Linked DNA regions of Cyprinus carpio: region 2 is linked to region 1. The links are chromatin contacts, called in public Hi-C maps. All regions are on one chromosome and are shown on one strand. The core of a region is the stretch at or near the end of the contact, and the rest is flanking DNA. Distances in the headings are between cores, read along the strand shown. Region 1 overlaps LOC109110521 (chromodomain-helicase-DNA-binding protein 2). Region 2 holds the start of LOC109054384 (lysM and putative peptidoglycan-binding domain-containing protein 4).

Evidence for each region. Hi-C and Micro-C count contacts between places; a contact is called where the count stands out from the background.
Region 2: a Hi-C map of skeletal muscle shows a contact between it and region 1, with 4 times the contacts expected there. The contact joins the promoter of LOC109054384 here to the enhancer-like site in region 1. A contact is called at or near these places in 5 of 8 Hi-C or Micro-C datasets (liver and skeletal muscle).

The regions. Positions count from the first base shown.
Region 1 is chrB18:14,942,302-14,947,307 of ASM1834038v1, reverse strand. It overlaps LOC109110521 (chromodomain-helicase-DNA-binding protein 2), which reads right to left. Exons shown (of 36, transcript XM_042743975.1): 35 at 3,621-3,864; 36 at 1,645-3,505. The coding sequence ends at 3,205. It also overlaps the pseudogene LOC109110028. Among protein-coding and RNA genes, the nearest start is that of LOC109110521, 30 kb to the right of the region's middle. Within about 2 kb of position 2,982, at least 1 of the 8 cell types and tissues checked has an H3K27ac peak or open chromatin away from gene starts, as enhancers often do. A contact at or near this core is called in skeletal muscle, where this site is marked.
Region 2 is chrB18:15,102,688-15,107,681 of ASM1834038v1, reverse strand. LOC109054384 (lysM and putative peptidoglycan-binding domain-containing protein 4) reads left to right here and starts at 2,186. Exons shown (of 3, transcript XM_019071656.2): 1 at 2,186-2,317; 2 at 3,937-4,226; 3 at 4,439-4,994. The coding sequence starts at 3,957. The coding sequence ends at 4,951.

The DNA of each region.
Region 1 (5,006 bases), core at 1,733-4,232:
AAAGCGGTGCCACACACCACCTGTAAATACTGTAAATTATTTATTGAAGAAAAAATAAAGTGTCATGTTGATATATTTTTGATGCTTGGGTTTTTGTATTCAGCTGTTTTCCTTTTTGTTTGAATTTTGTTTGACAATGGAAGTGACTTCACCACAGACTTAATGCAAGTACCGTTGAGCTAAGACTGCCACCTAATGGTACAATAAGTAAACTCAATATCCTAAACTATTTTAGACCACAGCCATGATCCTATCTAAAGAGAACATTGTACATTACAGTGTTCGAGCCATATTATAACTTTTGCTCTATTAACAGCAAATATTCTAGTCAAATGTGCTTTCCCCACTTATTATAAACATTCAACAATTATAAACAAAAAGACTGAGCAAAAATATTTAAATGTTTTTCTAACATGTTTCTTAACCAATTCGTCATTATGATTCTAAAACACGTGTTTCATGTAGGTTATAGCTGACGAACGTTACCAGCAATAACAGTACATTCCTGAACAGAACATTACAACTAGGCTATTTGCATTTTGCACTGGTGGATCGAAAAAATACTGAAAATAATTCCACAAAATGCCAAAAGAAGAAACAGGAGCAAGAGACAAAAAGCGAATAGGCAATTTATTGAAATCTGCATTTAAACTCCAACAGGCTGTTCATCAGCTGATCAAAAATTTAAGACCATAGCCTTAAAAAGTTTAAACCTGTGCAAAAATATGTCTTTCATGTCATTGTCCTTCAGGCAGTCACACTGTCATGATCTCCTGATGGCAAAGGCAAAAGGGCTTTTCTGTCTTTGAACGTGGCAGGAACGCGCCATCGCTGCCGAGGTTGGACGCAATAAGACCTCTTAAAAGATTCTGAGTTATGGGACAAAAAAAAAAGTCAAGTTTGACGCCCCTGCACAACCTGAAGCTCTATTTTCCCATTGAAGGAAAAAGCACCTTAGATCATGATGGAGCCTCCTCCACTGTGCTGCATAGAAAACATCTCCAGTGGGATCTTTTGTCATGCCAGTAAGCCATCACGACCGTCCAGGTTAATTTTCTTTCTCGTCAGAGAATAAAACTTTCTTCCACCTTTCAATGTCACATGTTTGGTGCTCCCTATTAAATTCGGGCAAGTTTGTGAGTTTGGAGGAGACGTGGCTTTTGAAGACGTTACTTACAACCTGGTTACAATCCACCATTGCAAAATGCAAATACTTGTAATGTTCCCCCCGGTTTAAAGAATTTGTTCAGGAGTGTATTATTCCCTTATCATTTTAATCACTTAAATCTGTTATTAATGTTAAAGCCTGTTGAAAACAATATAAAATATACAATATGGAGTTAAGGAAGAGTCTCACCTTAGCAATTCGCGCCATTCCTCTCAGACTCCCAGTGCACGTGATGAAGACAGGAGCGCGAACATCCGGACCAATTAAACGTTTTTTTTTTTTTCTTACATTTGATAATTTCGAGGATTCTTCCTAAATATCACCTTAAATTAATGGAAATGAATGAAAATAAATAAAATAAATCCAAGTTGGTCAACTTGTTGAAACTGCATGAAGACTGCAGTTGACATAGGTTGCATAAAACTAGTTATAAAAACTGCAATTAGTTTTAATTATCACTGAATAACAAAAGCAGATTGTCCATGATGTAGGAAAGTTTAATACATATAGGTATATAAACATATGTACAGTACAATTAATCTGAACAGTGGCTTTTCACAAATATAAATTACTTTAAATTGGCTTGTTTCAAAGCTTAACATGTCCGTGGAGTGTGAGCAGGAGCTTGGGTGGGAAAGTAGCACATGTTCAGTATTCCATATTTCACCAGCTCACCTGCTCTCCTAGTCCTGCCACCATGATATTTTGGAATTGAGCACACCACATTGTTCCCCACTCACCAGAGCTGGCTTTACATGCACTCAGTTAAAATTCCATTCTGGCAAACGTTTTGAAATTGTACACAACAGCATAATACTGCATCATTTCCGACCGCTTAACATCCTTATACCAATCCGGTGTTTGAATCTACACAAGAATAAGGCACAGATGGAAAAACACATCAAATAAACAATCAATGAACAGTATCTACCAGCATGCCAGTCTGTCAACGTTTTGGCACAAAATCTGGTTCACCAAAAATAGCTTAACCCCCACCCACTCTGTCCATTCATACAGTACTCACATTTCCACTTAAAGGTCAACGGTATCAGCATTTCAGCACACTTATACTGAGAAAACAACTCAACAAAACATGAAAATCAGATTCGGATAACGTCTACCATTACTACATACTCAAAATCGAGCAAGTACTGTCCTTTTAGTGCAATAAAAAGATGCAACAGTACAAGCACTGACCATAAAGTGGACTTAAGTGGTGCCAAGTGTTGCAGATATAAGAAAATAAAAACAAAGATAGCTTACGTGTTATGATTATCTAGTGTTCTGACAAGGTCTTCATAGACCCTGAATACTGTTTAGCCTTTTTTTTCCTTCTTTGTTTTTAAAACAAGGCTACTGTCCTCCAACAGGGCAATATTAACAAGTGGCGGGTCTGCAATAGCAAAGACGCATTTCGCGGACTCGATAATTCGAGAAAAACAATTCCAGTAATTGTTGCTCATCACACAAGACAAAAGACAAAAATGTACATGTAATTACTTGATTTTCTTTCCTCAAAATGACGTACGATCACAGGGGTCTGGGCATTTCAGAAAGCAAAAGCGACAGTTTCGAAGAGCTCAACAAAATTATGAATCAACATCTGAAGGTGCAATTAAAACGATTCCTTTTTTCTCCTCCCACAAAGGCTACTTTCATGAAAAAAATCATTTTTTGCACAAACCAAAATAACACGAAAGCAAAAAGACATGAACATCAAAGAAAAGTTCGCTTTGGGGATATTCCCTTTCTGCTAATGTCTCTCAACAAAGACCAAATACATGAGGCACTTTCTAACTTAGGCATACTTCAACACTTCATCAAGTTCAATCATAGTCCATAGGACTAACCATGCTTTGTTCTGTCTCCTCAGTCCAAAATGGCTGACTTAACCTGGTTGTGAAACCTAGAAGAGAGCGGAGGACACAGTGGCGATAAAGAGGAGCTTGGTGGAAGCTCCATTTATTGCCTAAGGTGGCCTTTCTGACACATCCTTTGGCAGTACAGACCGTCCCTGCACTAACCAAGTATTCACCTCACGTCTTCCTGTTGTTCCAATTAAAGTCCGTCACAGGTTTCTGCTCTGCAGTTCTTTCCATAGCAGGTGAGATGGGCTCAAGGGGGGATTTCTGAGACTGAGGTGAACGGGGGTCAAGCAGGGGTGGGGGTTTGTCAGGGTGGAAGGGGCGGTAGTGATCGGGCCCCATGGGGCCATGGTTTCCAGGGGGTCCCCTGTGGTCCGGCATCCTTCTGAAGTCCTGTGGATGCCCTCCTCCACCTGGGTGATAGTTCGGGGAGCGGTATTCATCGGAACGCCTTCTCTTAGGGTCTGGATGTCTGAAAACAAAAAGCTAAATTTTAGTCCTACAGCTCTACACACAACAACACAGTTTTGGGTATGAGGATGGGTTGTAAACGTTAACAGATTTAATAAAAAGCTACTCTTACTCACCTGTCATAATAGTCTCTATGGCCACGATGATCTCTATCATTACCATACTCATAGGGTCGTTTGCGAGGGGATCCGCTGTTGCGGTAACCTCCTGAGCTGCGATAGTCACCATGAGGACGACGGTCACCGTAATGATGGTCCTTGTACCTGTGAGTGTCATACGGGTGATGCCGATCCCCTTGCCAGGACTGATTGCTGTTACCTGGGTAGCTGTACTTGCGGTCTCTTTGCCAGTCTCCCCTATCTGTTAAAAGATGCACAAGGTACCAAATGAGACCAAATGAAATTGTAAATGACATCATTTATGACTGTACAAAAAATATCTGATATCCAAACCAGAATAATAGTAGCTATGTGATGTAGCTATACGGTTTCTGGGTCCAAGCCTCTACTCCATTTTAAATGAGAATACTTTCTCAGAAGTCATTTATGAGCACTATTCGGTTAGTAGGGCCCTATGAAATCTATTAAAAAATAAAAATTTAATTAGTAAATTAATTTAAATTAAATTAAATAATGAAATAAATTAAGTAAATTAAATAAATTACAATGTTATTATTCAAAAAGCATGTCTAATTAATTGAATTCATGAAACCTACACAATTTATTATTAGTTTAACAAAAATTACATATTTAAGGCCCTATGATTTTTTTTTAAATTCAGTTCTATTTTTTTTTTTTTTTACAAAATACTATTGTCTATTATTTTTCTGGAAACTATTTTATGTTTACATTAAATTGTAATAATCAAAAGCATCTCTAATTAATTGATTTTAGATATAAAAAAAAATATTATTATTTTCTTTCTTTTTCTTTTTTTTTTTCCAGAAATAATGTGTTGTGTATTTACATTTTTCTGCTAAATAAATTCTGGTGAAAATTTTTTCATGGTAAATATTCCTTAAAAAATATGTTTAATTCCTATTACTAGTAGTGATACTATCATTACATTAAGTAATACATTTGTCACAGTTTCTTCAAGTTAATCAAACTTTTATTTTGACTGGTTGCTATGAAGACCTTCAAGTTTCTGATTGTATATTATATGACTATAGTTTTCCCTCAAAAGAAATGGTAAAATCCTCATGAATTGGCTCTCAGAGCATGTGTTCATGTACTCATATTGAGACAGCAGAGGCTGAAAACACTGTGTAGTAAATGAAACCACGTGTCTACGTCGTTCATTCACAGGGACATGCAGAACATGCAGGATTCATATCTAAATAGTCTTTTTGCAGCTTAATATTCACAGACACTAATCCATATCGTGTTTTGATTTAATTGTACTGACTTACTTTTGATTCATCCATCCAAAATTTGACAAATTCCGTGACATTTCATGTTATACAGTAGATTCCATATTTATAACTTGATTCTGTGTTTTCA
Region 2 (4,994 bases), core at 937-3,436, 160 kb before region 1:
AATTCAGATTTGTGATCATGTATCAAATCCTGTACCATATATGACAATGGCCAAAATTGGATTTGAAAAGATCACCTTTTTTTCACACAGCACAAGAACAGTGTCAAAACACACGCACACAAACACACACAAATATATGTGTGTGTAACTTGCTGTTATATCTGACCCCATAATGGCAAGCAGAAGGCATTATCTGCTCAATCAAACCCTTCTAGTCAAGCTTAGAGAGTACTGACAAATGTCCCAGGGCTACCAACATCAGTGTCCAAATGTGGATCAACTACGGCAGGCTCGTGTCCTCCATCATGGACTGCTGAGCCTGAGCGTTGACCTGTGCTTTAGCAGGTGACCTGAAGCACCTGACACAGCCCTGCTATAGTAATTGACTCCTGGACTGGAGCAGACAAGTTCCTCTGATGCTGACAAAGAATATTCTGACAAAGAACGTGAATGAGGGACATGGACCTTTGGCAAACAGAGGTTTACAACGCTTTACTGCAAACCATCCTTGAGCAAATTGTTTTGAAACTACTGCAGATACATAGCGACATCTTGAGGTCTAACTGAGAAGTGCTGCTAAGTAGACTGACAGAAAAGATCCTTTGGGGACTGTCAGCACATTTGGTAATCAGTATATACACAGATTACCCGAGATACACAGAGATAGATGTCTTAAAGCAAACAAATAAATAAATAAATAAATAAAAACATTAAAAGTCTTACTGTTCAAAAACTTTTGACTGGTAGTATATATATATATATATATATATATATATATATATATATATATATATATATATATATATATATATATATATATATATATATAAATATATAGAATTATGCATTTATGGAGGCTATAATCTCCTTAAGCCTATTAAAAGTAGTTGACCCAAAACGAAAATTCAGTCATAATTTAATCACCCTCAGTTCATTCCAAACCTGTATGGCCTTTTTGAAATATTTCAGATTTTCAAAACCATGTGATTCGACCTCTTCATGATCAGCTCACATTTTGGTCAGACCCAGATAGCAGACAGATTTGGACCTAATCTGGGCCACTTTTGGCACTTACGGCTCAGTTACGGCATGATCCAACTAATCAAGTCCCTCAGACTTATTTGAAAACTACATGGTATGTGTGTGGGAGCAGGGCTAGAACTAAACTCTGCAGGGCTCCGGCCCTCCAGGAACTGAGTTTGACACCCCTGCTTTACCCACAGCTTCATGTTTCCGACCTCAAGTGACTTGTTTGAATATCAGCACGGAAGCAATGCAACACAATAACCCACATCTGCTGTTGTTACTTCTTTTGAATTTTCAGATTTCAGATTTGTTCAGATATGGTCAGAAGAATTTTGAAAGATTGGAGTATACTGAATATTGAAAGATTTGTGTGTGACTATCATTTTATCTTTTACAGTATAGGCTATAAAGAAATTAAATTTATTTAACAATGATGCATTAAATTGTTCAAATGTGGCATTGAATGGGCCTACATTTAGTTTCTTTGATCACAAAATATTTCAAAACTTTCTATTCATCAAAGACTCCTGAAAAAAAAAAAAAAAAAAAACAAAAAAAAAAAAAATATATATATATATATATATATATATATATATATATATATATATATATATATATATATATATATATATATATATATATATATATATATATAAAATTAACCTTTCCACAAAGAAAGAAAAAGAAAGAAAGAAAGAAAGAAAGAATGCAAGAAAGAAAGAAAGAAAGAATGCAAGAAAGAAAGAAAGAAAGAAAGAAATATTGATTTTAAAGGAGATACAATATTAATTTGTTATGATTATAGGTAGTAACAATTGTTTAGAAAATGAATTAATTTCCACACCTGCTCATGAGCTATAGGCACGAGTGTTTCAACTACACACATTCACATCCTGCCGTGACACGTAAGAGGCGCCCGTGTTCTCAACCACACTTAACAGAGAGAAACTTTATAGTCTTGGGGAAACATAAGCCACGGGTAATGTACCATGCCACTTCACCATTTTAATTGAACGCCTGACACCAGATTTTGATTTCGAAATAAAGACGTTAAATATTATTTACAATAATAATAATAATAATAAATATCGGAAACGCAACCACTTATGTAATAGCAGCGTAATCTACTATAGAGGATTCGCCTTCTTCAACGAGCTGATTGGCTGGAGGACCTGTCAATCTACAGTGGCTTTCTTGCCAACACCAGCACGCTCGGTTGCGTTATGAAGTTTCTAAAATGACACTTGGGGATATTTTTGTCAGCACCATGTAGCTGTTTTTATCTAGAAAGGTGAGTATTATTCAGATTCAACTCAAGAATTGGGAAAGTTATTGAAAAAGCGGAGATGAGTATAGTATAGAATTAGCTTAACGTTACGAGTGTCGGCTACTGTAACCTTTATAAGCGTTTAGCTACTGTACACATACTCCATTTTTTCTTAACAAATGTAAGGTATATTTTGTTGATTTTTTGTCTTGTGTTTTGTGCAGTTTTGGGGGGAAATCTTTTCAGTCAGTGTCAGTTCATGTAACGGTGTTCTGATCCGCTGTTGTTTCAGCTCCAGACAGTCACTTTCCAGCTCTGATTTTTTCCTGAGGTAGTGCTCGCCACAATCTCACAATCCAGTAGATGTATGCTTATGAACAATGATGCATTGTTTCGTGTTGTTTACATTCTGCAGTATGTTTCTTACTGTAGTTACAAACTTTTTATTACAATAGTTGTCAAAGTGTAATATGTAAGATTTTATTTTTTTTTATTTTTTTTACTATGGGCACTTTTGGTCCTGTAGAAAATAAATAATCTTAAAAGACCCTAAATAAAAATTCACACCCTAAATACGTTATATATTTTAGTTAATACCAATTTCTAACAGCGCAACACAGAAGAACATGTTTTTTGACAGTCCCACAATCGACATTCCCACAGTTTAATACATCTTAAAATTTGTGTTTAATAGCATTTTTTATTGGAAATAATAATGTAAACATTAATAAAATGCAACCCCTTTATCTTTATAAGGCTCATTTTATAGCTAGAATTTTATGTATCATAAATATTCACACTTAAAAAATATTCACACTTAAATAATATTTTTACATATTTTGCATAATCTAACATCATTTCTGTTTGATTGCACATTGTGTGCAACAAAAGTATTATTTTTACAAGTGATAATCACCTGTTTCTTTTTCTTCTTTTTTTTCTGGTAAAAGTTTAAAATGTTACAATACATTTGAAAAGTATGGAAATATAATTCATGAAGGTATGGATAATGTTTCCAATAAAGTTTGAATGTTATATAACAAATAAACAGTAAATAAATTAAAATAAAAATGCATGTGTTTATAATATAAATCAACTCCTAAGTCATAGAAGTGCTCAAAGTTGATGAACGCTACCGTTCAAAGTTTAGGGACATTTAAAAAAAAATTGCACCAAAATTTGATCAAAAAAAAAAAAAAAAACACGTAATAGTGTGAAATATTATTATTGTTAAAACTGTTGAACTAATTTATTATATTATATTAACTTATTTATTATTATATTATTTATAGTTTAGATTTAGCCTAGTTCTGTGTTTTTTTCTTTTAGCAGCCAATACTTCAGTCTTCAGTGTCATGATACTTCAGAAACCATTTTTATAAATGATTCGGTGCTCAAGAAATATTTTGTGTTAAAAACAGTTGTGCTGCTTAATTTTTGTTTTATTTGATAAATAGAAAGTTCAAAAGAACAGCATTTAATTGAAATGAAAATGTTTTGTAACAATTACTGTCACATTTTAATTAATCTTTTCTTCATTAAAAAATTTTAATTCCTTTAAAAAAAAAATGCTTACCCTAAAACTTTGAAAATGAATGTACTGTATATGCAAACTGAACTGGCCTTACTACTTATTCTTCTAGATATTGGTCTAGTTGCAGTGATGAGGCGAGGAGATCCTCTCCCTCGAGCCTTTCAGGCTCCAGTGGATGTACATGCCAGTGCGGATGGCCAAGTGTACATGTTCAGACACAGACAAGAAGAACCAGAAGTGTCATCTGAGGATGAGGAACTCAATGTCATGGAGCTCCGGCCACGAAGCAGAGACTCGTCCTCACAGGAGAGAGAAAGAGTGGGAGAAATGCTGTTGATGGAACGGGACATCTCACATGAGGACAATCTCAACAAACTGGCCCTTCAGTATGGATGCAAGGTATCATCTTTGTTAGTGTAGCTCATTCTCATTTAGGCCCTTAAAGGAATAGATCACCCAAAAAAGAAAATTTGATTCAAATTTATTCACCCTCAGGCCATCCAAGAAGTAGATGAGTTTGTTTAATGCTAAATGTATGAGTACATTTTAAGGATGAGTTCATTTTATGGTGAACATTTCCTTTAAAAATCATCCCTTTCTATGGCTTCCAGGTGGCTGACATAAAACGGGTGAACAACCTTTTTCAAGAGCAGGACATGTATGCACTGAAGTCTATCAAAATCCCTGTAAAGAAGCATGGCTTGCTAACCGAGGCCAACTCTGAGCTCAGGGACCCCCAGCAAAGACCCTCCAATGATGTAGCATCATCAGACAGCGCTGAAGCAAACGTCTCGGGAAGACCTCAGGTGCAGGAGTACACCAATTACCTAAAAGAGGTGGACAGTGACATCGAGCGACTGATCAAAAGCACGGACCCCTCAGAAGAGCTCTTTTCCAGCGGTTCCAGGGTGTCCAAACGATGGGGGTGGAGAAGCCAGCGTTTGCGCAGCTACGGTGCAGACTGGGGGATCCAGTGGTGGAACGCTGTAATTGCCATGTTGCTCATTGGCATTGTCCTGCCAATATTCTATGTGGTATATTTTAAAACTCAAGATAATGGTGAATCTGTAGTGAACAATAGAGTGGACAACATCACTGTGCCTACCTCAAACAGTACGGGGTGAGCGTCAGCTCATTGGACCTCGGGAATATAATAGAAAATCACCT